4 separate regions of the Mus musculus genome follow, and all the other regions are linked to region 2. The links are chromatin contacts, called in public promoter capture Hi-C maps. All regions are on one chromosome and are shown on one strand. The core of a region is the stretch at or near the end of the contact, and the rest is flanking DNA. Distances in the headings are between cores, read along the strand shown.

What was found. Promoter capture Hi-C pulls out the DNA fragments that hold promoters and counts their contacts.
Region 1: a promoter capture Hi-C map of liver shows a contact between it and region 2, with 6 times the contacts expected there. The contact joins the promoter of Rad50 here to the promoter of Phykpl in region 2. A contact is called at or near these places in 2 of 39 promoter capture datasets (both in liver).
Region 3: a contact with region 2 is called in a promoter capture Hi-C map of pre-B cells, with 3 times the contacts expected there. The contact joins the promoter of Rapgef6 here to the promoter of Phykpl in region 2. A contact is called at or near these places in 2 of 39 promoter capture datasets (liver and pre-B cells).
Region 4: a promoter capture Hi-C map of liver shows a contact between it and region 2, with 3 times the contacts expected there. The contact joins the promoter of Slc22a5 here to the promoter of Phykpl in region 2. A contact is called at or near these places in 2 of 39 promoter capture datasets (liver and pre-B cells).

The regions. Positions count from the first base shown.
Region 1 is chr11:53,705,788-53,713,422 of GRCm38.p6, reverse strand. It overlaps Rad50 (RAD50 double strand break repair protein), which reads left to right and starts at 6,104. Exons shown (of 25, transcript NM_009012.2): 1 at 6,104-6,496; 2 at 7,355-7,438. The coding sequence starts at 6,368.
Region 2 is chr11:51,582,586-51,590,320 of GRCm38.p6, reverse strand. It overlaps Phykpl (5-phosphohydroxy-L-lysine phospholyase), which reads right to left and starts at 5,540. Exons shown (of 13, transcript NM_028398.3): 1 at 5,442-5,540; 2 at 4,689-4,807; 3 at 3,601-3,760. The coding sequence starts at 5,500. It overlaps Col23a1 (collagen, type XXIII, alpha 1), which reads right to left. Exons shown (of 29, transcript NM_153393.2): 29 at 6,396-7,735.
Region 3 is chr11:54,517,054-54,524,852 of GRCm38.p6, reverse strand. It overlaps Rapgef6 (Rap guanine nucleotide exchange factor (GEF) 6), which reads right to left and starts at 2,008. Exons shown (of 29, transcript NM_001252494.1): 1 at 1,735-2,008. The coding sequence starts at 1,803. Fnip1 (folliculin interacting protein 1) reads right to left here. Exons shown (of 18, transcript NM_173753.4): 18 at 6,612-7,799.
Region 4 is chr11:53,889,805-53,896,621 of GRCm38.p6, reverse strand. It overlaps Slc22a5 (solute carrier family 22 (organic cation transporter), member 5), which reads left to right and starts at 4,919. Exons shown (of 10, transcript NM_011396.3): 1 at 4,919-5,475. The coding sequence starts at 5,083.

The sequences.
Region 1 (7,635 bases), core at 4,855-7,354, 2.1 Mb before region 2:
CTCAAATGAAAGTGCTATCTCCTGAATACCTACCTCACTGTTTCCCAACTTATGTTCATTACCCTTGCCTTCAGGGTTGCTTTTTTTTTCCCCCAACGTATTTTTATTGATTATTTGGGAATTTTACATCATGCACTCCGATCACATTTACTCCTCAATCCTCTTAGGTCTGCCCCTCCACCACTACGGTAACTCCCCCCCCCCCCGCAAAAAAAAAAAGAAAATGAAGAAAAGCAAAAATAGGAGCAGTGCAGTTTGTTTTGCCCATGTACTCATTGGTGCAAGTCAAACTCCTGGTGGCCAGCCCCTTAAAAGACAAGTGCATCCTTCCCCAGCTCTCACTCCCTGCCAGAAGCCCTGAGCTGTGGAGAGCTGCATTTCAGCACTGGTTCTCACAATTTAAGATAACACCATCAGAAACCTCCTTGTAGAATTTGTGCTAGTTTGGTTTGGCGTTTCTGTTTCTGTTTCTGTCTTCGAGTCAGGGTCTCATGTAACCCAAGCTGCCAGGGTGTTTTGAGATGTGGGCCTGGACGGCCTGGAATTTACTATGTAGTGCAGGCTGGACTCAAATATACAACAATCCTCCTGCCTCTGCCTCTTGAATGCTAGAATCACAAGCATCTCTATCCTCTTGTATCCAGCTGTTTGTTTTGAGGTAGAGTCCCCTTATAAAACCCAGGTTGATCTCCAATAGCAATCCTCCTGCCACCACTTCCCTTGTGTTTAAAAGCATGTACCACCAAGCCCAGAAATTTTTTTAGAATTTTTGAAAAAAAAAAAAACATGCTGATGAATGGACAAGATCATTTCTATAACTGTATATGCATTTTACCACATTGCCCTCTAAAAATATCCAGTGCATAAAGAAATCTCTTGTATCTTTGATGTTTTTAAAGTTAGCATACAAGTAAAGGGTGTTGTCTTAGCATGCACACGCGCGCGTGCGCGCACACACACACACACACACACACACACACACACACACTGTTATACTTTTTTTTATTCATTTTCCTCCCTTGTATTTTTTTTTTTTTTTGAGACAGGGTTTCTCTGTGTAGCCCTGGCTGTCTTGGAACTCACTCTGTAGACCAGGCTGGTCTCAAACTCAGAAATCCGCCTGCCTTTGCCTCCCAAGTCCTGGGATTAAAGGCATGCACCACCACGCTCGGCTCCCTTATATTCTTTTTTTTTTTTTTTTTAAGATTTATTTATTATATGTAAGTACACTGTAGCTGTCTTCAGACACTCCAGAAGAGGGCATTAGATCTCATTACGGGTGGTTGTGAGCCACCATGTGGTTGCTGGGACCTGAACTTCGGACCTTCGGAAGAGCAGTCGGGTGCTCTTACCCACTGAGCCATCTCACCAGCCCCCCCCTTATATTCTTAATATTTCATAATTCATAACACATTTCACAGAAATAACAGTAATATAAAATCCACTAACACTGGGTTGTTTTTTGTTTTTGACAAGGCTACATATTGTAGCCTCCCCCAGCCTGAAGTGAGCTGGTGCAGACCTTGTTGCCACTGAGGTGGGGCCACCTGTGGTGCAGCTTTCCGACTTGGCTGGCTTCTTTTGAAGTGACAACTGTCTTCCTGAGACATTCCTGAATAAGCAACAGCCTGGCGACCAAGTGCTGACAGCATGGCGACAAAGCACCAAGGATGGACTGGTGTGATGGGCTTTCCCCCTTTATAAGCAGAGTCTCTTAGTAAACTCTTGGGCCTTGATCAGAGAAAAAATTGTCTTGGCCTCATTATTTCTCTCACCGTCTAGTCTCTCTCTTTCAGCCCCAGCCTGCCTTCCAGGGATACCCGGTTCATGTAGGCCGAGGGCCGGCTTACTACTACAACATATAGTCCAAGCTGGTTACTCATTATGTAGCCAAGGCTGACCCTGAACTCCTGACCCTGCTTTTGCCTCCTGGGGTGGAATTACATGTACGCATATCACATCTGATTTATGTGGTGATACAAGCACTCTAGCAACCTAGTGATATCCCTAGTCCCCAGCACAAATTTTTAAGAGTTTTGCTCATGTAATGAATGACAGATGTCTGAAGGAAGAGGGTGATGTAAGCAGTAGTAGTTACTATTTGATAGCTGGTGTTTGATAACCGTTTGATAACTGCTGGTAAACCCAAGTAGCAGTGTGTGTACTTAGCTCACTGTGAACAAGAATTAAAAAGAGCTCTATGATGGATAAGGTGATAGGAATCGTGCATCATAGCTTTTGTGCATCATAGCATAGATTAACTTTGAATGTCAAAACAGCCACGTAAAAATTTTAAGTAGAATTTCTAAAATAATGGGAACATTTTTTTCTAACTCAGGTACTAAAAGAATAAAAACGTTCAATCAATCTAGGAAAAAAAAACCCTAGAAAGAGTGAAAAAAAAAAAAAAAAACCAAACACACACACACACACACACACACACACACACACACATACATGAACAATATGAGATAGGAAATTCCAAATTGACCAGACAAGTTAACTAACTCACCTATTAAAAAGACTCATAGCTAATCCCAGCACTTGGGAGGCTGAGGCAGGAAGATTTCTGAGTTCGAGGCCAGCCTCGTCTACAGAGTGAGTTCTAGGACAGCCAGGACTGCACAGAGAAAAACAAACAAATGAACAAACAAACAAAAAAGACACATAGCATAAAACTGTATCAAAGATATTTGCCATCTGTTTTCAAAAGATACTCAACATAAATGACAAAGAAAACAGAACGAAGACTAGCCAAGAGTTAGCTCAGTTACCAGACTGTGTTAATGGAGACAAGCGATCAGAAAGCATTAGAAAGATGCATAGGTTCCTGTGGACATAAGATAGCATCTCGTGGCAGCTTAGCTTTTCATCACATTAATTTTGGTTCAGGTAAAACCAAACGTTTTCCAGAAGTACTTTACCGAGAATTGGGGACTTGGCTGATTGGAACTTTGAGCCATAATTTTTTCTTTTTTGGTCATTTTGACTAGAAAACCTTTACTATTACAAGGTAGAATTGTGTGTGTGTGTGACAGAATGTAACTACCATGACATATCCATTATTTTTTTTCAGTTAACTATTTTGTTCTGAACTGTTTTTTTTCAAAACGTGTGCTTTGTGCATACTTACGAGAGGTTCACATGCTGTTTTCCCAGAGTATCAGAGTGGTCCAGAATTCAGTTCCTAGCATCCACATCAGGGACCCAACACACTCTTTAGCTCCCAACATGTGCACATAACCACACACATACATATAAGTTCATATTTTTAAATACCATGCTACTAATATTCACATATGAATCTCAAAATTCTCCTCCTCCTTCTCCGCCTTCTTTAAGATTTATTACATATTTATTATACGTAAGTACACTGTTGCTGTCTTCAGACACTCCAGAAGAGAGCGTCAGATCTCCTTACGGATGTTTGTGAGCCATCATGTGGTTGCTGGGATCTGAACTCAGGACCTTCAGAAGAACAGTCAGTGCTCTTAACCACTGAGCCATCTCTCCAGCCCTCAAAATTCTTCTTAAATTAAAAGCATTATCATTATAGAAATATTGTTTAATAAGCATTTTTGTCTCCTGATTTCAAGGTTTACATTCAGAATTTCCTGAGTCCCTCAAATTCCCTTCACTTTTTGTTTTTTGAGACAAGGTCTCATTGTAGCTGTGGCTAACTTGGAATGTCTTACACGCGTTCTCGACCGGCCAGGAAAGACGCAGCAAACCAGAATCTTCTGCGGCAAAACTTTATTGCTTACATCTTCAGGAGCAAGAGTGCAAGAGAGCAAGAGCTCTATTGCTTACATCTTTAGGAGCCAGAGCGCAAGAGCGCTAGAGTGCAAAGGGCAAAAGCAAGAGCCAGAGCAAGAGTGCAAAAACGCAAGAGTGCAAGAGAGCAAGAAAAAGAACAAGAACAAGAAAGCAAAAGAGCAAGAAAAAGAACAAGAAAAAGAACAAGAGCAAGAGAGAGAAAATGGCAAAACCCCGTCCCTTTTAAGGAGAATTATCCTCCGCCTAGGACGTATTACTCCCTGATTGGCTGCAGCCCATCGGCCCAGTTGTCATCACGAGAAAGGCAGAACACATGGCGGGAAAACTGCCCCTGCACGTGTGCAGATTATGTTTACCACTTAGAACACAGCTGTCAGCGCCATCTTGTAACGGCGAATGTGAGGGCGGCTCCCCACAGGAATGTGCAATGATCCTCCTGCCTCAGCTTCCCTAGAACAGGGATTACAGGCTTGTCTCACCAGGTCTGTCTGGCTTCTTCTTTTTCTTGAAAAAAAAAAAATTAAAGCATGAAGCCAAGTGTGGTGGCTCACACCTTTGATCCCAGCACTTGAGAGTCAGAGGTAGGTGGCTCTCTCAGTTTGAAGCCAGCTTGGTCTACATAATGAGTTCCTGGCTGCCAAGATTACACGTCACAAAATGACAATGGAAAAATTAAAATGTAATTATATCATTTCCCCCTTCCCTTTTCTCCCTTCAGCCCTCTCATGTTCTGTCTCCCCTTTACTCTCTCTCAAATTCATGGCCTCTTTGTTATTTTACACACACACAAACAACCTACCGAGCCAGTTAGTGTTACTTGTACACATATGATTTCAGGGCTAACCACTTGGTATTGGATAACCAACTCCTCCCCAGAAAAGACCACCTCTTCTCTTCTCAGCAGTTAATTCCATTGTAGTTCTCTATGGGCTCCCTTTCCATGTCAGCATGTCTACTGATGCTGTCCTTGTTCAGGTCTTGTTTAGGCAGCCATATTGCTATGGTATCATGTGTGAAATTTTCTGTCATTTCTAGGAGACACAATCTCACAGGTTTCCTGGACCTCTGGTTCTTACAATCTCTTCACCCCCTCTTCTGACATGTTCTGTGAGCCTAGGTCCAAGAGTTGTGCTGTTGATCTATGAATCAGGGCTGGGCACGCCAGGCCAGCCTTTTATTTTTGTATGAGACAGGGTCTCACTCTTAGTCCACACTTAACAGTGAAAGGCATCCTCCTGCCTCAGTCACTCACCTGAGTGCAGGAATTACAGGTTTGAGCCTCCATAGCCAGCCCCTTTCTACCTAATTCCTACCTTGTGACCTTGTTGACAGGAGCGGACTTTCTTCCTACTTATAAGAACCCTGTCTTGGAACAGCATCTGGTTTTGGGTCCACAAACTTTTGGTCTTAAACTCCTTTTGCACTTTTAAATACTGCTGAGGGTGGAGGCATTGTATATGTTACTAATAGTTCAGTGGCAAAACTTTAAAAAAAGCCTACACACACATATATACTTTGTGTATTGCCTGCATGTATTACAGCATGTCTATGCCTGGAACTCAGGGAGGTCAGAAGAGGGTGTTAGATCCCCTGGAACTGGAATTACAGATGGTTGGGGCCACCATGTGGGTGCTGGGAATTGAACCCCGACAATCTGCAAGAGCAAGTGCTCTTAACCACTGAGCCACCTCTCCAGCTCACAAAACCATTAGCTCTGCAAGGATCTCAACACAAGCCTATGTAAGCATTAACTAGCAACATTTACAGCTTAGTAGAAATGAAAACTGATTTATTCTAAAGGAAAAATATATACAAGAGTGCAGTCTATTGTAATGGCAGCACCACAGTCACGTGATCAAGAGAAACTACTCGCCACTATAAAGTGAAAAACCAAAAAAAAAAAAAAAAATAATAATAATAATAAAAAGTGACAGTGAAAAACGCTGTTAAACAGTACTGTCCGTACAGTAGATGTCATTAACAAACCACTAACTGGGGTCTCCGACTGCACCCCAGCCTACCCATGCGGTCCAGGGATCCAAATGTGGACGTAAAGTATGGTCTTCGCTACTTAAGATGGGCTAGGAGGCTCTGTAATAGCGACGCTTGGAAGACTGAGGCAGGAGAATCGCAAGTTCGAGCCTACAGAGCTAGACCCGATCTCAAAACGTCAAAGCAAACAGTGATAGGTGGCAGCTGCCTCCCTGCCCAACTTCTAAAAGACAACAGCTACTCGTCCTGCTCGTGTTGCTTAGGACTCCCACTTCCCGGCATGCCCCGGGCGTGCGAGAGGCGTGGACAAGTACGCGCCCGCCCCCACGTGACCCCAGGTCGTGCGAGGCGGGAATGTGCGAGCTTACGGTTGCTGGCTCGCTTGGCTTTTCTGGGCTGTGCAGACCCTAACCGGCCCGCGCCCTCCCGGGAAACCGAAGCCCGCGGGGCCGGAAGTGCTCTCGCCACCGGAGCTCCTGCTCGCAGCGCGTGTTCGGAACTTTTGGGTCCTCTCGCGGCGTTCCTTCCCGGCTTGCCCAGCTTCCGCCTTGAGGTTAAAACTCGCCCCTGGCACTGAGTAAAGGAACGTGGTGCAAACATGTCCCGGATCGAAAAGATGAGCATTCTGGGCGTGCGAAGTTTTGGGATAGAGGATAAAGATAAGCAGATTATCTCTTTCTTCAGCCCCCTCACAATTTTGGTTGGACCCAATGGGGCGGGGAAGACGGTAAGTCCTGAGGCGAGGGCCCCAGAAGGTGTTTAGGGCGTCGCCCTGCGCGCTGCGTGGGCCTCGGGGACCTCAGAGCCGGTCCGGCCCAGCAACTCGGAGTGTCGGAAGCCCACGCGTGCGCTCCGCTCTGGCATCTCGTTCCCGGGGAAGGCCGGCTGCGCCCCTGCTTCCCAGCCCCGCCCCCTAGTTCCGGAAGCGTAGCAGACTCTCGCCACCTACCTGTGCCCAACTGGGACCTCCCAAAAGCCCCTCCAAAAAGCTTTTTTTTTAAATATGAGAGATAGGTAACCTAGAGTTGCAAAACATGTCTACTGGTAAAACATAACGATGGAAAAAAAAAGACTTATTGTGGACATGAAGCTGATAGAGTAGCCCTAACGCTGGAAAATTATTTTATTACTTCTGAAGATTTGGGCAATGCGTTGTGACACACTCGTTTAATCCTAGATTGGCAGAGACATGCCCATTTCTATGAGTTTGAGGCCAGTTTGATCTACACAATAAGTTGCAAGATAGCCAGAAATACCAACTTGGATGTTGAATGTCAGGAGGTGGACTTTTATGTGGAAATGTTACTTGACATTGTACCAGGTCTGTTCTTAGCCTTGATCTCCTGGAAGGAAGACATAATAAAGCGCTTATAATCACTAGCTACATGTATACATATTTTTTGCTATTATTTAATTTATTTATTTTGGACACAGCATCCCACATAGCTTAGGCTGACCTGATCTTCTTGTCCACCAAATGCTAGAATTGTAGATACACACCTCCACACCTGGCTGTGAATGAATATTTGTCATAAACTACTGTGGTTCTCATCACTAAATAACACACAACTTGCTCTTTTTTTAGACCATCATTGAATGTCTAAAGTATATTTGTACTGGAGATTTCCCTCCTGGAACCAAAGGAAATACATTTGTTCATGATCCCAAGGTAATGGTGTCTGTAAAGTTTTGTATTTTAAGAATTAAATTTTTATAATTCTAAAAGTAGTGGTTGCTTATTGTAGAGGACCTTAGAGTGGAAAGTATGCAGAGAAGATGGTCACCTGCAGTGGACGCACCCAGTGATAACCATTGTTGGCATTTTTATTTTCCTATGTACTGTTTAACCCAGCAGAGATCATAGTC
Region 2 (7,735 bases), core at 4,291-6,790:
TAGCCATCATTACAGTGGGGCCAGTGATAGCTCTGCAAAGTCCCAGTCCCAAGGAAGATTCTAGAACTCTGGAGCAGACCACACAGGTCTTGTTCTGTTTGGTCTGCTTGGGCAGCTGAGGAAAGGAAGCCAGGGCAAGGAAGCTGGGGCAGAAAGTGGTGAGACATGTAGGGCCATGCTCCAGGGGCTGAGAAGGGCCTGGATTATCTCCTTGTCAGCAGCATGCAAAGCCAAAAAAAAAAAAAAAAAAAAGATGAAGCACAGAAAGTATGTGACTTTGCCCTCATTTTAGGAGGCTGTTTCTAAAGGAAATGAGGTGGGAGTAAGAAGGCCCGGGAGGCTGCCTGGATGAGAGTCATGGGGATGAGCTGAGAGAGAGAGAGATCCTGGGGCAGATTAGGAAGAGAGAGTGGACGTGGATGGTGTGTGTATGTGTGTGCGGGAGAGTAGGGCACCAGGGTAAACCAGTACTGAGAGCTCACATAAGCATTGTTAGAAGGCAGTTCTTTATTTTAACATTTATTTTATTTTATTTTAATTTTTTTTGGATATGGTTTCACTGTTTCCCTGCCAGGTCTAGAACTCACTATATAGAGCAGGCTGGCTTTGAACTCTCAAGAGATCTGCCTGCCTCTGCCTCCAAAGTGCTGGGATTAAAGGTGTGTGCCAACATGTTCAGGAGAAAGCAATTCTTGGTTGTTTTTGAGTATGTGAAGTTGGAAATGACTGTCAGATGCCAGAGTTTTACTTAGAACCTTAAGCGGAACACACTGTAAGCATCTGTTTTGTTTTGTTTTTAAAGATTTATTAATGTATATGAGTACACTGTCACTGTCTTCAGACACACCAGAAGAGGGCGTCAGATATCATTACCGGTGGTTGTGAGCCACAATGTGGTTGCTGAGAATTGAATTCAGGACCTCTGGAAGAGCAGTCAGTGCTCTTAACTGCCGAGCCACCTCTCCTGCCCCATTTGTGTTTTGAGACAGGGTTTCTCTGTGTAGCCCTGGCTGTCCTGGGACTCACTCTGTAGACCAAGCTGGCCTCAAACTCAGAAATCGCCTGCCTCTGCCTCCCAAGTCCTGGGATTAAAGGCGTGTGCCACCACTGCCCAGCAAAGATTTATTTTTATTTATATGAACACACTGTTGCTGATTTCAGACACACCAGAAGAGGGCATCAGATTCTGCATCTGGGGTTTAAAAAAATCTTTTATTTTTATGTGAAGTATGTGTGTGTGTGTGTGTTTTGTGCAGTGCCAAAGGAGGCCAGAAGAGGGCACTGAGGTAGAGTTACAGGAGATTCTTGTGAGCCATCTGATAATGGGTGTGCTGGCAACTGAATTTGGGTCTTCTGCAAGAACACCCAAGTGTTCTTAAACACTGAGCCGTCTTTGCAGCCTCCCCACCTCTTTATTTCAATTAAAAAATGTATTTTATGGGGTTGGAGAGATGGCATAGCGGGTAAGAACACTGACTGCTCTTCTGAAGGTCCTAAGTTCAAGTCCCAGCAACAGCATGGTGGCTCACAACCATCCATAATGAGATCTGATGCCCTCTTCTGGGGTGTCTAAAGACAGCTACAGTGTACTTACATATAATAAATAAATCTTTAAAAGAAAATTATTTTTAAAAAATGTATTTTATATGTGTGGGTATTTTGCCTGTATGTGTGCCTGGTGTCTATGAGGGTGCCCATTGGATTCTTTGGATCTGTAGTTATAGATCTAGAGTTGTGAGTGGCAGGTAAGTTCTGGGAATCAAACCTGGATCCTCTGGAAAAGCAGCCACTACTGTTAACTCTGGAGCCATCTGGGCTGTGATACAGAATTTTAAGTCAGCACATGGATGACATTTATTCTAAGCAGACAGATGAGACCACAGGGGGAAACAGTGGGACCTGCCCCACAGAGCAGGGGAAGAGTGGCCAGACACCAGAGCCTGGAAGCAAGAGGAGAAAGCATCTGTCACACTGCTGAGAAACAGGGAAGGGAGCAGAGAGGCCACAGGACATTGTGAAGTCACTGGAATCCACACGGAAGGAACTTGCTGGAGGAAGGCAGCCAGCAGGCACCGCCTTACCTGTGTGTGCCCAGGTCCCTTTTCTCTACAAGAGGTTCCAGCCTAGGAGCCTCTTCTGTCTCCTAGCCTTCTCTCCTCTTTCTCCCCTCTCTCGCTTTTTATACCGTGGTACTAGGGATGGAAAAGCTTTTGCACACTAGGTAAGGGCTTCTATCAAGTTGGTTTGCTTTCTTATCTGTGAAATGAAAAAGGTAAGTTCTACTTTGAAGTTCTTCAGGAGACTGAAGACCAAGTGGCAGTGGTGTCTGAGCTTGTTACTGTAACCCAAATGCTACTTGTTGGGATGGTCTTTCAGACTCAGACGTGATGACCTTCCTCCCAATTCTGTCATCACTGCCACTCCCCATGCCCGTTCCCAACACTTGCCCTCCCATCCTGTAACATCACCTTCCTGATTAAAGCCTTTCATGAGGGCAGGGGAGGTGGGGGTGGGCTGGAGAGATGGCTGAGCTGTTAAGAGCACTGGCTGCTCTTTCTTCTATAGGACCTGTTTTCAGTCCCCACGCTGCAGCCCGCAACTGCCTATAGCTGCAGTTCCAGGAGATCCGAATCCACCTTCTGGCCTCCCTGGGCATCAGACATGGACATGATGGATAGATACACGTGCAGGCAAACACTGACACATGGCAAAGATACACATCAAACACTTATCAGCACGAGGGAGAAACAAAACCAACCAGGAGCTTTCTAGTGTTTCATTGTTTTTGTTTCCTGAGACAGGGTTTCTTTATGTGTCCTGAAACTCCCTCTGTAGACCAGGCTGACTTTGAACTCAACAGAGACCCACCTGCTTCTGCTGAGATTAAAAATGTCTGCCAGCACTGCCTGGCCTCTAGTGGCCTGAAGATAAAAACAGCTCCTTCCATTTGACTGTAGCCCTGGACCCTTTCCCAGGACCTGCTCACTCTTTCCTCTTTTGTTTGGTTTGACAACATTCCTTGCCCCTTCATGCCACAGGGCCTTTGCCCAGGCTGTGCCAGGTGGTGACCAACCTGGACAAGCAGACTTTCCCCAAAGTGACAGCACCCTTCCTTCCTTCCATCTCCCCTAGCTACCTCCCCAGGAGCTCTTAGCATCTACACAGAGGCACAGTCAAGTCAGGTCCCCTGCTGCTTGCTTCTAGGCTTCATTATTTAGTATTCTTGCTTCGGAAAAGGACACTGCCATACTTTTATATTTCTCTGAGGAACCACTAGATGTTCTCTGTAATCTTACATTTCTCTGAAGAATTACTTGGTGTCCTGTAAGCTTGCTGAGCCACCTGAGGGCTGAATCCACAAGGAATAAATAAACCCATTACTTCACTAAGTCCCAATGTGCCTAGAAGGGAGGCGGTGGTGTCCTCTACAAAGGAAGAAATGGGAGCCAACAGAAAGAGCTCTAGGATCTACAACCTAGAAGCCCAGGAGCCTCGCCATGAAGTTGGCTCCACGCTCCCAAGCTCTCTGCACTGCACCCACAGGGATGATTCTCTTTTCTGAACTTGTTCTCAACAGCATGTTGTCTGCTGTTCACTTACCCAGAATTCAAGAAGTAAAACACAGAGAGCTGCTCCGGCAGGGTCTCCGACAGCCTCTGGGCATAGTCCACGATGTTGTCATGCAGGTAGCGGCTGTTGGTGTTGAGCACTAGGTTCTGTTCATGTGCGGCTTGGACCACGGTAGGGTGGCAGTGCCCAACTGCAAGAGGGGCATCTGCATCAAGTGGCCGACGTCACCCAGCCAGCCCCACCAGATGCCCCCTCCGCTCTATCTGCAAACCCATCCAGGGGAGACGAAGTTAACGAAGGCAAAGTGGAAAGAGGGGAGTTAATGATGGGGCGGGGGAGCCCAGAAGAGAGTCCAGCAGAAGGAAAAGAGGGTCAGAAATGCTATCTAGAAAACAAAGGTTTTTAGAGAGGTATTTTGAGACTCAGCTGGAGGGGCACTGTCAGAGGGTCAGCCATGGCATCTGCATTCTTAGAGCTCACGTGCCAACATGGTCAAAGCAAGGTAGCAATAATTAACACAATTACCTACAACACCGGGCAGTGAGTTTACCAAAAAGGCCCAGGATTAAGTCATTTCTCCTGAGACAGGGTCTCTCTGTGAAGCCCTAGTTGTCCCTGAAACTTGCTATGTAGGCGTAGGCCAGGCTGGCTGTTAACTCAGGAGACCCCCCTGCCTCTGTGCCCTGAGTGCTGGGAGAGTCCTGGGTTTTAACCCTTACCTGCCTGCAATGTGCCTTCTAACAGCTGTGGTAGCCCAGTTGGCTGAATTCATACTAAAGTTTCCTATTACCCCTATAGTAGTCAATAGAGGTGAAGGCCTGCTGTCAGCACCCTGCACGAGGCCAAGATGAGCACACTACATTTGTGGTCATGGATGGGTGGACTGTATATATGCCTGGTTTGATGTGAGTTCCACGTGGGACGTGCAGCTTGGACCTTGGCATGTGAACCTCTCAGGCCTGCCTGGTTTAGCACAGCTATGGTGTGGAGTCTTTTCACAAAGACTGGGGTGCCCCCCTGAGCATCCGATTCAGTTCTGTTCAACCCAGGCTATCAGTCAGATCTATGGCCTCAGCCTCCTCCCCTGTCTCACCAAGGGTGAGAGGCGTCATACTGACCATGAGCCACGTTGTTGATACAGTCCAGGTACTCTCGCCCTTGCTCATCGTACAGGTACTGCCCTTGGCCTCGGATAATCTTAACAGGATCCTCAGGAAAAAAGAGTCTGCAGGAAGAGCTGTGGGGACAGGCAAAGGATCGACAACCCTGTCTGAAGACTGACCTCCACTCATTACAGCCCCCTTCACTCCTTCCTGATTCTGGGATGGACAAAAGCTTGCAGGGCACGGTGGAACTTCCCTGCCTCCCCATTCCTGTGAACAGGACGGAGCAGAAAGTTTCTGAGACAAAACTAAGCCTTTGTGGCCCTCTCAGTTTTGCTTGCACACTGAGACTCCTCCAGTCCCAGTGAAAAGGGCTTCGGAATGGCTTCCTGAAGAAAACCCCCTTGTTAGGAGCTGCATCTCAGCCCCTAACATTCCTTGCCAACCCAGTGGCCTTGCTGTCCCCGTTAGTAATGGCTAGCTCCAGTCCTAAGTTCCAACCATAAGCTTCTCTCCACGTGGCACCGAGGATACTCCTCACAGGCCAAGAGCAGACTTCCTGTAACCCTGCCCGTGACATGACTGCCCCCCAGGCCAGGCCCAGCTCCTTATGCAGGTGGCTGCCAGGGGCAAAGCTCGCTCCACGGGACAGGGGACGCCCCGGAGTCGCGGGGTGGTTCACGGCCGCTTCTAGTAGGCTGAGGGAGGCGGGGAAATCAGGGACTCGGGGTGGGCGCTATACGCGCTTTCGGAGCCCACACCCGGTACCTGAGCAGCCGACGTCTCAGGTCCAGAGTGACGGCCTTGGCGCGCGTGTCCGCGGCCATGGCGCCGAGCGGTCAGCCAGTACCCAGATGCTGCGCGCTTAGCTCCGCCTCCGCCCGCGACGTCAGCTCTGGGTGGGGCTTCAGTGCTGGTCCCGCCCCCAGGAGCTCCCTTCCCGGGCGTTTACGGAACTTGCAAGCGAGATAGCTTGCAGTTCACGTCATCACGGGCGGATACTCTCCGCTGATCCATGGTCGGACTTCGCCCTTCTCTCCTACGCCCGAGGTTTCCCTCCCAGGAATGTGTCCCCAGACCGCCAGGTGGAGCGGGACTCTAAACTGCGGCGGGGCACGCCCGAGCAGGTTGCTGTCTCTGCGCTGATAACGTGACACCCTGTGAGGGTAAATTACTGGCACCCTGGAAGGACAAAGGCCTTCCTGGCATGGCGCTGTAGAGTTCGGTGCCACTGCTGGGGCAGACCACGGAGATCTCTAGAAATTCTTGCTAGGATTAGACAGGATAAACTTGACATGTCGCTACAGGAAGAGAATTTTGCAGTGGGCAGATAGGAAGAGGTTTGGAAAACTTCTGAGTCCTACCTTATGTACTGTGCAGGAAACAGGCCCAGAAAAGAACGGCTTTGCTCCGAGGCACACAATAGGCCCGCTGCAGAGGCCGGACTAAAACAAGGTCTCCTGAACTCTTACCTAGCACACTGAGTGACAAGAGACCTCTGTGGTCCCGGAGGTGGGAGAGAAGGGATACTCCCTTATGGGTTGAGCGCTGGAGCTGACTGTCTTGATGAACCCTGGAACAAAGGCCTGAGAAGGCCCCTCAGCAGACTGGGGCAGTCTTGTTCACATGCCAGCCCGCTGCCCCATTCTCCAGTAGCTTATTTCTTTTCTTCCCTAGAAAACTGCAAAATGCTTACAGCACTTATTAAAGAACAGCTTTGTATTCTTGTGGTTTTTGTTTGTTTTTATTGTGGTAAAATATACATAAAAAAACAAGCAATTTTGAAGGGTACATACAATTCAGTGGCATTAGTACATTCTCAATGTTGCATCTTGTCACCAAAACCCAGTCACAGAGCCCTTCCATCTTCCCCAACTGAGCGGTATTTCATGTTTTTAACCATAAACCTACCTAAAAGTCCATCTTCCTGCTCAGAAAAGGCCTATCCTTCCTGTCCTTGGTCCCATCCTCTCTCCATTTTCTGGCATCTGTCCTTTCAAGGCAACCCTGGAGGCCAAGAAGGCACAGGCTGAAAGGAGGAAGGGACTGAACAAGACTTGGATGTAGTGGGGGGCATGGTGGTGCAAGCCTGTAATCCCAGCACTTGGGAAGCTGAGGCAGAGCTGCAACTTTGGGACCAGCCTAAGTTATGTATTGAGACCCTGTCTCAACCAACAAGCAATCATTCCCCTGCCCAACCCTTGAATCCAGAGCAGGGTTTCCTCAGCTGGCATTCACAGTGAGCAGCTTCACTACTGGGCGTGTCCAGTGTCCTGGATTTCAGGTGTATGCTAACCTCGACTGTCTTCTGAATGCCAGGAGTGTCCCCCAATCCTGTGACAACTCAAAGCTTTAAGGACAGGGAATCTAGTAAGGTCGCTTCTCTCAAGCCTCAGAGCCATCTGTCCATGGGGACAGTCATCTCGTTGGTTTCTTTAGCGGCATGGAACACAGGATAGTCAAGGACTCAATAAACAGATACCTCCCTTCCAGAATTATTTGACTTACAAATAATTACAAAGAGAACTGGCCTTCTTGGTAGGGAGAACCAAGGCCTCCTCTCAGTCCTTGAGCCTCATTGTTGAGGCAGGGCACTCCCCAGCGTCTCACTTGGGACCTTGAACAACTCATTCTCTCTGTCCTCACTTCAGGCTGGCACAGGACACTCCATGGCTCTGCATGTCCATTTGCAAGGATACAAGGTATGAGTCCACACGGGGGCAGTAATGGGCCAAGAATGGCCCAGGGCAGCCTGAGGTGAAAGGGAGAGTTTGGGGCGTCAGCCTCTAGAAAGCTCTGCGTGCTGTCCACCCATCGTCAGGGGTCTGCCTAGCAGATTCCATATGTTGCCAAACAACCCTGAAGAAAAATTAGGGGACCTCCGAGAGCACGGGTTCAGTCCCAAGCCTGTCACTCTCGCCTGTCTGTGTATCTCTAAGCAGATAACTATGCACTGTGAGCCTCAGATTTCCTATATGTAAAATGGACACAGTGACACCTACCCCTGCAGCCCTAACGATGTTGTTCTTAGGATGAAGGAGGAGTGCTTTGTTGACTGTAGG
Region 3 (7,799 bases), core at 759-3,258, 2.9 Mb before region 2:
TGCTGTGTCCTATCCTACAGCACTATCTAGGACTTCCTACCCACTCTGGCTCATTGCCCACTATTCAAGAGTTCCCTGTTAATCCTGGAATGTATGAACAGAACACTCTAATCACAGGGTCTTTGCAATGACCATTTCCTCCATTTGCATAAGCTTTCTTCCTCATAAAACTCTGCACATAATCCCATTCGTATGCATCAATAGAATGTTCATCAAGTCAGATCCTTGAGGGTCACTACCATCTTCATACAAGCAAAGTGCCGACAAGTTATGGTTCCAGGTTGCTGTGAGCTACACAGGGATACCCAGTTTCGTTCAACAAGCAAGTCAAGTTACCTAGGAAATAGCTTATTTTCCCTTTCCCCAATTCTCCTTATCCTATTATTGGAAATAGCCATTATTAGCTAGCATGTTGCATATTTATCACCTACCTTCTCAATTCCTTAATCCATCAGGATGTAAGAACTATAGGGACCTGTCTATTGTGCCCACTAAAATTTTCTAATGTACAAAATAGAGCCTTGAACAGGTTGGCAATGAATAATTACCAAATTAATATATTTATAACAGACTCTTAGGAGTCCACTACGAGAATCTTTTGACAGCAGAAACGAACTTGTGAGAATTTCATAGAACTCTTTGTCAAAATAAAGCATCACTAGCACTCTGGATAATGATTTATTAGTAACCTAAATTCTACACTCATTCAAAAATACAGCCAATGAATCCAAGCAGTTAATATTCCCTTCAACAATGTTGCTATTCCAGTAACACAAGATAAAAGTCCTCAACACAGCACACATGACCAAGCATAAGTTCCCCAACAGTTGAGAAAACGTCCTCTACTTAAAAAGACTCAATTTCAAACTAAGTAATTCGGTACCTGAAGAGAAACAAGGTTTTCCTTCATTACCTAAATAATGTTCGTAAATAAAACTTAAAATGCACATTACAATGGTAATCACCACAGAAAAGCTGATTCATAAATTATAAGTAGGAAAAAGTAGCCCCTGGAAAGGGGTGGGCAGGTGCCTTGTTACTATGCAAAGATCAAGGTTTCAGGAAGCAAGCTGGACACATCACAACTTCAATAATGGCTGTAACAAAGTCATGTCCCAGAGTGTTACCCAAAGTTTGAGACTTTCTATGCAAAGAACTCTAAGTATGAAACTCCCGTGACTAAAAATTAAAACATTTCATTTCAGTTACTGCAACTTCAAACAAGACGACTCATTGCATTTACATTGCTGTTGGGTTTTCCTTTTTTTTTTTTTTAATTTTGGTATAATACACATAGCCACTAAGATTATAGAAACGTCTTCAAACCAAGAAAACTTAACAAATAATCTTAAACTTCCCACGGAAAGTTTGAAAAAGCACCAGGGAACCACTCGACACGCATCACCCGCCACGGGACTTACTACTATCTGGCTGACGCAGAGTCTGATACGGACATTGGAAACCTGTCTTCTGGGGGCAATTGTGCAGTATCTGAGATGAACGCACAGCACACACTGGCTATGGTATGAACTGTCTCTTACACATCATTATTCCCAGCTTGTTTTTCAGCCCACCTGAGCACACACAAACTCAGAAGCCAGTCAACAGTAACGGTGCTTTCTTATCACAAGTACAAGGAAGTCCCCGGCAGGAAGCGGCAGGAAAGGTGCTCATCACCCTGCGCGGCTACGGCCAGGTCGGGGCCGAGCAGTGCTCGCCAGTGCCCGGCCTTACCTCAGGAGTCCGCTCGGGCGGCTTCTTCCTCAGTGCCTGCCGAGCGCCGGGGTCCACGGGCGAGTTCATGTCCGCAGCCACAGGCTCCCTAGCCTGCGTCTAGCTGCCCATTCTCCAGCTCCGGGTGTACGCCAGCCCCACCGGGAGGGAAATGAGAACTGTCGCAGGGTCCAAACTCAAGCAAACAAGTCTTCGCAACGCCCGCCCAGGGCCTCAGCCCACGCGCGACTGGCCAGAAAGACGCCTGCGCGGGGGCGAGACTGGCCGAGAACGCATGCGCATGCGCACGACGCGCACACTAACGCCCGCCTGGCCGTGACGTAGAGAGATGGGCGTGGAGGGGGCGGAGAATGAGCGGCTTGGCTTTTCTTCGCGAGACTCCGCCTCGGTTACAGGATTGTAGTTTCCGCATACCCAGCTTCCGGTTGAGGTTCCGGAAATGCTACGAGGGCGTCGCCAAAAATAGACTATCGGGTAGAGCTGTGGGTAAGATGCTTTGGTTTAGCGCTCGAGTCCGGAAACCGCGGGGCTCTTATGGCCCCGCGGAAATCGAGGCTGCCATTCAGCAAGCGGGGAAGCCCACGCACCGCTCCGCAAGCCACGGATCTCGGGGCAGTACTCGCGCACCTAGCCCACCGCAACCTTGTGGCGTATTCTACGCGACTTTAAAAAACAAAAACAAACCACGAAATCGATAGTGAAAGCTGCCTCAAAAAAAAAAAAAAAAAGAAGAAGAAAAAAAAAGAGAGAAAGAAAAAAGCGTTTTGAAGACTAGAGCTATAGTTCAGAGTAGCCTGCTGGTCTAGCGTGCACCAGATTGTCTTGGCTTCTGTGTGCAGAATTTTAGGATTTTCCTTTAAAGGGTTTAATGACCAAAAAGCCTCAGGTGGACTAAGGAACTCCTGATTCGAAAGTTGACAGATAACACCTGTGGGCTGTCAGAATCCTTGCCTTCTGAGAAGATCAGCATGCCAACTTGGTATTTATTTAGCACTTTGAGACTGTAGGGGAACCGACCCGCAGGTGAAATCTTATATCCCAGAGGTTTTTTCCCGTCCTATAGAACTTCAGGCCCTCTGCACCACCTGTGCAGCTTCCACTCCCGTGGAGAAACTGGTGTCACTTGTTCTGATTAAAGGACAGAACTTCTGTGGAGGTAGATCTGCCCTTTTATTTCCACTTGCCTCCATCCTAATCTAACAACCTTGACTAAAATCTGGGCAGTGAGAGTGAGTGGGTGGGGGCTGCTTTAACCTAAGCAGTGCTCAGAGCAAACCTCTCCACTCCGTTTTGTATTGAATTTTACATTCTAGTCTCTAACAAAATAAAGACAGCTTCAGTTTTGTTACTTGTCCTTTGGAACAAGAAAAGCTGCAAAAACTGATTGTTATTATTCCTGTTATGATAAAAGTAACCCTAGGTTTATTTTGGCCCCCAGATTGAGCCAGAAGTAACAGGAGCTGTCAATCAATGGACATGAGTGCTGGGAACTTAACTCAGGCCCTCTCCGAGGGCACTGCTTGCTCATAAACCACAGAGACATCTCTGCAGCCTATTGTTTAGGTTTTTTTTTTTTTAATGTTTCTATTGTGTGTGGCATGTACCTCTGTGCTCATGGAAACATCTTATAGGAGAGTGTTTTTTCTTTCACTATCTGGGTCCCGAGGAATGAAACCCAGATTATCTTGGTAGCAAGTGCCTTTTCCTGCCATGCCATGGCGACAGGGGTGTTAAGTAGCTGTTCATTTTGTCCACAGTCAGGTAATAGCACATGATGAATCCTCTTGCTTAGCTGGCCTTCTTATTCAGTCCAGTACCCCAGGCCCATGAGAAAGAAGAGTGGCTTTTTCCTAACTTCATTACCCCAATCTAGAAGCTTCTTCACAGACATGCCCAGAGATTTATTTCCTTGGGGGATTCTAGATTCTGTCAAATTGACTATCAGGCTATGTCAACAGTAAAGGCTAACTTTCAGAATTCCAGACTCCATCATTTTGGGAAAGTTATTTTGCACTGTTCTTATTAGAGCATAGGTGGGCCACACTAGTCACACCATTCCTTGTGAACCTCCACCTTCTGGCATTTCATTTACACAGAATTTTTAAAATTGAAGACTGTGACCACATCTAAGTGCATCATAGTATTTTCAGGAGTATCAGCCAACTAGGGAACGTAGTGTCTTATGATTAGACATGTTTTCCAATAATGGTTCACAGTACCTTTCTCTGGCAAGGTAAGAATCTCTAATAAAAACAGGAGAGTTCAGACTGTAACATTTCAGAGCACTGACAGTGCTGTATTTTCCATTGGACGCTGGAGCTTACCCAAATTTGAAGTTTACAACACCCTATTAGCACATCTTTTCTGAGGTTAGGGCACAAAGGCCCCATATGGTTCAGCCACTATAGACATAAATTGTGAAAAAGGTATACGGTACTTGTGCTGGTTAAGTTTTCTGTCAACTGATACATGCTAAGGTCTTCTGGGATGAGAACCTCAATTGAGAAAATGCCTCCATCAGACTGAAGTGTAAGCAAGTCTGTGGGGGCATTTACTTGATTAATGAATGACTGAGGTGGAACACTTAGTCCACTGGGGGTGGGCAAGTGCTCCTGGGTCCTTTAAGCAAGCAAACATAGCAACTTCAGTAAGCACTGCTCCTTCATAGTCTCTGCTTCCGTTTCTGCCCTCTAAGAGGAAAGCTAACCCTTTCCATCCCAGGCTGCTTCTGTTCAGTGGCCCATCACAGCAATAGGAAGTAATTGAAGTGTTGCAAGTGATCTGCATCACTTTTATATAATGTATATTTTAAGTTTATATATAGTATATAAACTATATCTCAACAGTTAATACCCCAAAGATTAATGTTCAGTTTCATCTTAATATTATTTAAGTTTTATTTATTTTTATGTGCATTGATGTTTTGCCTGCATGCATGTCTATTTGAGGGTGCCAGATCCTCTAAAACTGGAGTAATAGTTGTGAGTTGCCACATGTGTGCTGGGAATTGAACTCCTGTCCTCTGGAAGAGCAGCCAGGGCTCTTAACTGCTGAGCCATCTCTCCAGTCCCTCACCTTAAAATTTTGAAAGAGGGAAAAAAAAAATCTTGATCATTATAAACTTGAACTTTGCAGGCAATCAGACTGGAATTTAACTTTTAGTTAGGAAAGGCGGTTGTTCCCCAGTGTTGAGGACCTAACCCCTAGCAAGCATTCTACTATTGTTATGAACACACCCCTGACACCATTTAATGCATCTCTGAACATCAGTTTGTACATCTGTATGGAAATAGTGGGCTTTCAGGATTTTCAAGATGAGTTAAATCATGTGAATCAGTATGTTGTCACCACAATCCAAACAAAAACACTTCTATTTCTTCTGGAAAGTGATTTCTCTAAAATACAAGTTCATGTTTGAACAATTTGGATAGTTTTAATGAAATTAAAAATTCTTACTAAGGAATATAATAAAATCTGATAGATTATTTTAAATTTATATTATTTTCCCTTTTTACTTTTCTAAACTTAGTTACCTTTATACAAACTTTGCTAGTTTAGCTATCCCCTAGAAGTTTAAAATAGGAAATTACTAACAGCCAAGCTTAGCTTGCCTAATAATTTGTAGACATGACAAATTCACGCACCTGATAAGCTGCAACTTCACAGTCCACACTGGCCTACAGCTCGGGCTTGGTCTTATCTTGCTGCTCTATGGCCCCCTTCCACACAGAAAAGCAGATAAAAAAAAAAACCCTTTGGATCACATTACTACCTGTCACCCCAAATACCTGGGAAAACTTTCTGGTCTAAGAGACAAGTTGGACTTTACAGGAGACTTTATGACTTTAGATAACTAGATTAAATCTTCTGTATTTTACGTGGTTTCTCATAGCAAAATCAGTCTTCCATACTAAGGAATTTTATATTTTTAAAGTTTATACAAACTTTATAAATAACTGATCCATACTTTTCAAGTGTTCGATACTTCACTGATTTAAAACAGCACTCCTTTAAATATAAAACTGATATAATTAATATATGAAACTAGGTCCTGGTCTAGTGCTGCTTCAAGGCTTAACTCAACTCAATTCAACCTAACTTAAGGAAGACAGCTTCCCAACGAACCTAGTCAGGGTTAAATGACTGCTGCAGATAGAGGGCTGAATCCCACATGATGCACAGCAAGAGGACACACTTCCTCAGAGTTACATCCAAAATCAGAGAGCAAAGCAGTGCAAAACACCAAATCAATAGTCCATGTTGTTGTACCTGTTTAATTGTGTATTTAATGGTCATCTGATTTGTTGTTGTTTTTTGTTTTTTGTTTTGCTTGTTTGTTTATGAGACAGTGTTTCTCTGTGTAGCCTTCACTGTCCTGGAACTCACTCTGTAGATCAGGCTTGGCCTTGAGCTCACAGAGATCTGCCTATCTCTACACCACCACAGCCTGGCTCATGGGCATTTGTTTTGAATAAACTGTTCTTAAATAGCATTACATGGTGATCTCTTGGTTTGGGTTGTTTGAGTTTGGTTTGGACTTAAAATTTCAATTTATCATTATGAATAGAGTTGGGTGTATGAATGAATATACTATGGTATTTTTGACACTAAAATTACAATTATTAGAGCATATATTAAAACTTCTCTGAACATTATATGGTAACTATTCAGATTACCTGGCAAAAGGTAGCAGCCAAAAATTCTTGGCATTTAGCTAAATTCTTAACAATCATTATTTTACTTAACTCTCACAATCTAACAAAGTATTAACAGATTCTGTCACTATAGAAAGGTCACATGCTCATCAATCTAAGTTGATATCCAGAGTTCAAACTGTCACATATGCCTCATTAACATATGAAAGAAACACAAACATTACCCATCAAATTGACATGAGTGTTTATTGCACAAATTTCCCCTAGAACTGGGAGGTTATTATAATACAGGTGTACATTTGAGAAATGTATTCAGAACAACAAACAAGTATGTACATTGTATATATTCGTCATCTAAATAACTCAAGAGAAAGCAGAACATTCTCAGAGGACAGCTACCGATGGAGGCATTATGCAAACTGTTAGTGATCATCTGCACTGCGTGCCAATTGCAACAAAATGAAATCTGTAGTAGTATGTTTATTGCACTTCATGTTTTCAAATTCAAAATTAAGACATATTAATAAATGCAAGATACTTAAAATTAAATCAATTAGTTAACATATACAGAAAATTAGTTTTAATCCTATAATATAAAAGATCCCTTTTTAATTTCCTGTAACAATAAACAGGTATTTTTATTATGCAGCACATATTTGTCTGTACCATTAAGTAGTTGAAAAATTATTTTAAACAGGCCAAAACTCTTTTCACATTTATCACAGCCACACTGTAGTGAAGTAGCAGCTCATTCCTTGGGCTTTGAGTAAGTAAAGAATATGATGATAAAAGTATTACAAACTCAGGAATCCTATAAGGACTAGCGAGTTTTTAAGAAACTATAGACCTTTCCAGCAAAGCTGAGTTTTGAGAATATTAGGTGCACAAGCCATTCACTTATTAAAGACTAGAATTTCTAAGTAATGACAGATTTCAAATAGAACTATGAAAAGTTCCATGTTCAAGAAAACATCCCAAAACATTATCTACCTGCTATACATATTATTCTGAGCCACAATCAAAAAATAATGTACAATGGCCCGTAGCTTTCCCAGATTCTAAATTCTAACAGAAATCTACTCACTGAATTTCAACAGAATACAACAGAGCAATTCCACTAACAAATGGGTTACAAGGACATCAAAAACAAAACAAAAACCCCCAAAATCTCCACATCTATAAAAAAACCCTTTGGCACCAAGTCATCCATGGGAGACCCAGGTACTAACTGGAACCAACAAACAGAACCAAGGCCAACTGTAGATACCCTAAATTTGGGGTTTATGTTCCATTAAAACATTCTATTTATTCTTTTCTAGTTGGAATTCTCTTGAACACACATAAAGAGCAAGATAAATGTAACCAGACACATAAATTCAAGATTCTGAAGACTATAAACCACAGAAATTT
Region 4 (6,817 bases), core at 3,670-6,169, 2.3 Mb before region 2:
AGGGTGGGAAGAGGCAGGTGTATGCCTTGTGATCTCTCTCTAAGTGATATGGTTGAACTCGGTCTTAGAGTTGGTTTTGTGGGGCCCGCTGGCTTGACTGCTTGTCTAGTTACTTTTGGTTCCCAGTAGGTTATGTTGATGACGGTAGGAGTCACTATTCCTGGAGTTTGAAATAAATTGGTGTGGTGGTTTGAATAAGAATGCTCCCCCCCCCCAATTGATTTTGAATGTTTGGTCACCAGGGAGTGGCACTATTTGAAAGGGTTGTGCGTGCGGCCTTGTCAAGAAAATGTGTCACTGGGGATGGGGTTTGAGGTTACAGTAGCCCATGCCAAGCCCAGAGTCTCTCTCTTCCTGCTGCCTGTGGATCTCAGCCCCTGCTCCAGCACCAGGTCTGCCTGTGTGCCACCATGTTTCCTGCCATGATGATAATGGACCAACCCTCTGAAACTGTATGGAAGCCCCAGTCAAACACTTTCCTCTATAAGAGTTAGCATGCTCTGTCAAATCAAATTCAAAGGTGAATGCCTTTGATCCCTGCACTCAGGAGGCAGAGGCAGGCGATCTCTGTGGGTTCAAGGCCAGCCTGGTCCACAGATCAAGCTCCAGGACAGTCATGGCTGTTACCCAGAGAAAACCTGTCTTCAAGAAGAAAAACAAAGAAACAAACAAACAAACAAACAAAAAAGACGCTACCATGGTCATGGTGTCTCTTTACAGCAATAGAACTCTGAGACTAATGGGAAGAAGTAATAACTGGAGAAACCGGAGCAGGTTAGAAGGTCAAATAGAAACCACTAAGACAAGGAAGGAGACCAAAGGACAGTTTCAGCGGAGCCTCTGCCAGCTCCATCATTACTACAGTTTGCTTTAGTTGTAGGTACCATGGGAACACAAGACGGACCCTCCATGGGCTAGCAGTATCAAGAAGCAGGAACCAGCCGGGCAGTGGTGGCACATGCCTTTAATCCCAGCACTTGGGAGGCAGAGGCAGGTGGATTTCTGAGTTCAAGGCCAGCCTGGTCTACAGAGTGAGTTCCATTACAGCCAAGGCTATACAGAGAAACCCTGTCTTGGAAAACAGAAGAAGAAGAAGAAGAAGAAGAAGAAGAAGAAGAAGAAGGAGGAGGAGGAGGAGGAGGAGGAGGAGGAGGAGGAGGAGGAGGAGGAGGAGGAGGAACCATCTTCTGCTGTCTAAGAGGCCTGCTATCATAGCTACTCCAGTTTGAATCCATTTAATATAAGATTCTTTTGTGCGTATGCATGTGTTTGCACATGTGTATGCATGTACTTGCATGTGTATGTGAGTGTAGTAGCCAGAAGTTAACATTAGTGTCTTCCTTAGTCTTTTTCCATCTGAATTTTAATTATTTAAAATTACATTTTAGTGTGTGTGTGTGTGTATTGTATGTGTATGTGTATGTGTATGTGTATGTGTATGTGTATGTGTATGTGTATGTGTATGTGTATGTGACACTGCTACTACATACATGTGGAGGTCAGAGGAAAACACTTTTGGAAGTCAATTCTCTCCTTCCACTACATAGATCCTAGAAATCAAAGCCAGGTCATTTGGCTTGGCAGCACTTTAGCCACTGAGCCATCTGACAATCCCCAGTATTTTCTATTATAATACAAACTGGTATTTCTCTATGGTAAAATAAGACTTATTTTTACCTTCTCTCTGGACAAGAGCCAACACTCTTTTCACAGAAAAGAAAATGTTATTCTTGTTCTTCCTGTTATTCTGAAATGTTTAATAATCTTTTAGAATACAAGAAACTGGTCTATTACCAAGAACTTGTGCTTTCTTTGTAATTCCAAATAAGGACTGTCATGGAAGGTGTCAGCAAGAAACAAATTCTCTTTTAAAGGCATGGCCCTGAGATTTAAGAAGCAGAGAGACTGACCAGTCAGATGAAAACAACTAACACTGTCTCTAAAGGGTCTCCCTCTGAGGCCCAGGCAGCCTGGAGCTCACTGTGTAACCTAGGCTGGCCTCTTATTTTTGATCTTCTAGCCAAACATGTGCCACAACACCTGGCTCCCAATAGCTTTAGCTTTTAGTGCTATAGAAATGTTTCTACTCCCTTGTTTAAGAACTGAATGCTAGATCCCCACTTCTGTATTTTTGTTTGCAGTTTGGGACATAGACTGCGCTAAACCCTATCATGATTGTATTCTCTTGTTGTTGTTGTTATTCTATTTTGCTTTTTTAAAGCAGACAAATATATATATATATGACCTACGTTCAATCTCCAGGACTACAAAAAAACAACAAATAAAATAAAATAAATGATAAAAAGAGGAGAAAACACAAAATCTTTAAATGGCATTTTCACAAGACCGGAATAGCTTATAATGTTTAAATTCTTAAATTCTGCCAGGCGGTAGTGGCACATGTCTTTAATTCCAGCTTTCAGAGGCAGGGGCTAGGTGGATCTCTGTGAGTTCAAGACCAGCTTAGTCTACTAAGAGAGAGCCAGGACAGCCAGGGTTACATAGAGAAATCCCATCTAAAAAAAGTATCATCCAGTTAGGTAATCACTAACTAAATGTAGCTAAATGTAGCTGCAAAGTATTCAAAGGTGTGGCTCACCAGGGTCAATTGAAATATGCTTTAAATACACGCTGGAATGCTAATACTTAGTGTGAAAAATGGGATTAATGGTTTTTAATAAATAAATTTCTGTATTAATTTTACCTTGCTTTTTGGACATGAGTTAACATTCTTTTGATAGAAGCTTTGTATTCTTTTGAAATGTTTATTAATACAAGGATACAAGAAACTGGTTTACTGAAATAATAATGTTCCTGATACATTCAGGTTACACATATTGTTATGGTTAATTCCATACTTTTTAAAGGAAAGCTTTTCTTACACGGCTGGGATCCAATCCAGGGCCTGGTGTGTGTAAGGCAAGCACTCTCCCACTGAGCAACACCCCAGCTCTAAAGGCTTCTACTATGAGCACTGCCAGGGAGGAAGAACACAGGGCAGCCACTTATATCTCAACCTCACATGTCCCTGCATATGCCAATACATAACTATAATTCAGATTGTTAGTTCTTTATGCAAAACTTGAATCTGACCACGTAAAATTTTTATTTACTAGATCTGGACATTTTATTAATATGGCTGTGACAATTATTGTTGTCAACTTGACAGGGTCTAGAATCACCTAAGAGAGAAACCTCTAGGTGTCTGTGAGGAAGCTTCTAGATCTCGTTAGCTGGAGTGGGAAGAGTGACCCTCAGAGTGGCAGCATCTGTTCCATGGCCTTTGGTTCAGGACTAAGTAAGAGGAGAGAAAGCAAGCTGAGCGCCAGCATTTCTCTCTCCTGGCTTCCTGAATGAGGCGACTGTGACAAGCAGACTCCTGCCACCCAGCCTTCCGGGAGTGACTGACTCCACCCTCTGACTACTGAGCCGAACAAACCCTTTCCGCTTAAGTTGCTTTGTCTCTGTAACCAGAAAAGTTACTAACAGCTACTAAAGCAATTGTAGTTACAATGTTTGCCTGTTCCACCGCAATGCTGAGGAGCACGGTTGGTCAGTTGAGGTCAAAGCTACTGAGCAAGCCAGGGCAATATAGCAAAACTCATCTCAAAAAAATAAATATAGATAAAATTATAAGGGTAACTTCTTATTTTATTAGACAGTGTTGCTTCAGAATCATACAGTTGCTGGTCGGTTTTTTGTTTTTTGTTTTGTTTTTGGGTGTTGTTGGTTTTTAGAATATATTACTAGGACAAAATAATGGGTTTCATGGTAAAGTTTGTTGTTGTTGTTTATTTGAGAACCTGGAACTGGCTATAAAGACCAGACTTGATTAAGGTCCTTTGCCACAAACTCTGGTAAGTTTTTGTTTTGGTTTTTTAACAAGTTGGCTCCTGCATTAATTGTAAAAATTACAAATCTGAGAGATTAATCCTACACTAAGATCCTTAATCTTGAAGTCAAAATTTTACTATTTCTTAAATCAAAAGACAACAAAATAATTTAAGAACATAATAGTCTGGGAATTAAAATTCATTGCCACCTTTCTCATCACCAGTCTCAAAATCCACCCCTTTTTAATATATGTATATATTATATGTAAATATATATAACTATTATTTTATTTTATGTGTATGAGTGTTTTGCCTGCAAGTCTGTTTTGTCTAATGTGCCGAGTGCATGCCTACTGGGCCTGTGAGCTGCCCTATGCCTTTTAGGAAGCAAGCCAAGGTCCTCTGGAGGAGCAATCTGGACTCTTAAAGAGAGTCCTAGCTGAGCTATCTCCGCAGCCACAAAAGATGGCAGTCTTTCCAGGAAAAACTGCAACAAAGGCTGTCGTTGTCAATGAGACTCTCCGAGGTTCACAATATCTCTCAACCACAACAAAAATTTGAGAAGGTGGGCTGTTTACTGCTTAAATTCTAAGCCTCTTTCCATTGAACACCCAGAATGGTCTTCCCAGGATGGCCTTGGACACAAACTTTTCAAAGTCACCCTTTCCCTCAAGAGAAGGGCACCCTGGGAACCTGCTCCAGGAAGTGTCCTGAAAAGACCCAATTCCGCCCCCTAGAGCGGACCTGTTAGGGGCGTGGCTCACAGACGCCCCGCCTCAGTCTTCCAGTCTGGGCGGAACTAGAAGTGTTCACCCAACCCGGGCCCCGTAGAGACTATGGAGGCGTGGTCGAATGAAGCCACACCCCTCCCTCGCTGACAGTTCTGAAGCCCGGTTCAGCCCCGCCTTCTGTACCGCCCAGCTAGTTCTGAGTCCTAGCTCGGCTCCGCCTCAGGCGCACGCGCGGCCGATGGCCGGCGCCCACTGTGCGTCACTCAGGCCCCTGCCCCGCCCCCGCCGTGCCGCGCCGCGCCGCGCCTCAGAGCCGGGACGGCGGGGCGGGCCTTGCGGCCCAGGCCCATGCCCAGAGCCCGCCCCGCCCTCAGGCCCTATGTAAAGTTGGCGGTGGCCGAGTCGGAGGCGTCGGTGGGAACTCACGAGCCTTGCACGCAGAGGCTCTCAGCGCCCCGTCTCCCGCGCCACGGTGTCCCCTTATTCCCATACGGGCGCTGTGGGAGGCTGAGGACGGCATGCGGGACTACGACGAGGTGACCGCCTTCCTAGGCGAGTGGGGGCCCTTCCAGCGCCTCATCTTCTTCCTGCTCAGCGCCAGCATCATCCCCAATGGCTTCAATGGTATGTCCATCGTGTTCCTGGCGGGGACCCCGGAGCACCGTTGCCTTGTGCCTCACACCGTGAACCTGAGCAGCGCGTGGCGCAACCACAGTATCCCGTTGGAGACGAAGGACGGACGACAGGTGCCTCAGAAATGCCGCCGCTACCGACTGGCCACCATCGCCAACTTCTCTGAGCTAGGGCTGGAGCCGGGGCGGGACGTGGACCTGGAGCAGCTGGAGCAGGAGAGCTGCCTGGATGGCTGGGAGTACGACAAGGACGTCTTCCTGTCCACCATCGTGACAGAGGTAGGTGACAGCCCCCCTATCAGGGTCTGGTGACATCGCGGCGACGGTTGTAGCCCTTCGTCCAACGCACAGGCTGATGAGCATCCTCCAGTCAGGTGGCCCAGGAACATTTTATGAGATGACTTCTAGCCATAGTACGCCCCTCAGGGGACAAGTGTCTGGCAGACCATCCGTCCATAGGGTCCCATTGAAGATAGAGTCCAGAAGGTTCTGCCCCTTAGGAGATGCCCTGAGACCCTGAGGGGTGGGACTTTCTCGAGGTAGTGATGTGATTCAGAGGGGCCGGATTCAGACTTGCTCCAGAGAAGAGGCCACAGTTTTAGCCTCTGTTCAGAAAGGAAAGACTCTTTGCAGAACTTTTTAAAGTTAAAGAAACGTGTGTTCCAAACTCTCTACCTTTTCTGGAGTTATTCTTTCTTCCCTCACCTGTCCTCATCCCAAAATGAAGGCTTGCCATGCCCCAGGAGAAACTGTTTTCCATTTGCCCGCGATGGATTGTTACTTCTTAAGGACCCATGTGTCTGCAGATCTATCCAGGGTGACTTGTTGGTATGGAGTCTTTTCCACAGTATTCTGGGACAAGATCACTGGAGAGGTTCGGTAAGGCATGTAAGGTTACTCTGAAAAGCGATGGAAACCTAATTCCTCATCCCCTTGCACTTTATTCTTGGGTGACTTTGACATTTCTCAGTCACTCTGCTGGGGGTGTGGCAGGCCATTTAATGGTGCATGTGGATGTGTTTGGGGACTTGGGCACCAACTGTAGTTTCCTGGAGGCTCAGCAGTATTGAATATGCAGAATATGAGAAGAATCTTCTGTGATACTATTGAGCAACTGGTTCATTGAGTATCAGGGATTGGGATTGGCCAGTTGGAGATAGTTTCTTGGTGAGTTTAGTTAGCCCTTAGGTCTAGATCCAACATCAAGAAATGGTTTCAGGAGCAGTAGGGAGAAGCTAGGAGTACCTGTTTGGCATTTAAGACTCTTGGAGGTATAGACTGAGCTTCCCTCCTTACAGGGGCTCTCAGGTATATATCATTCTTCAAGAGTAGAGTCAGAGAGTATCCCCACAAGAGTCACTGTCTGTTTCCTTTGGGAGTTTGTGGTTAGATGTGTTCAAACCTGTGCTTACCTACTACATAAGTAGTAAGAATGAAATCTGAGCTCCATTGGGGATTTTTAACTTAAGTGACATCGTGCCAGGATCAGGTATCACTACCTAACAAAAAAGGGCCTGGTCAGTGATGGAGCACACTCCTTTAGTCTGAGCACTCAGGAGGCAGAGGCAGGAAGAACTCTAGGAGTTGGAGGCCAGCCTGGTCTACAGAGTTGAGTTCTAGG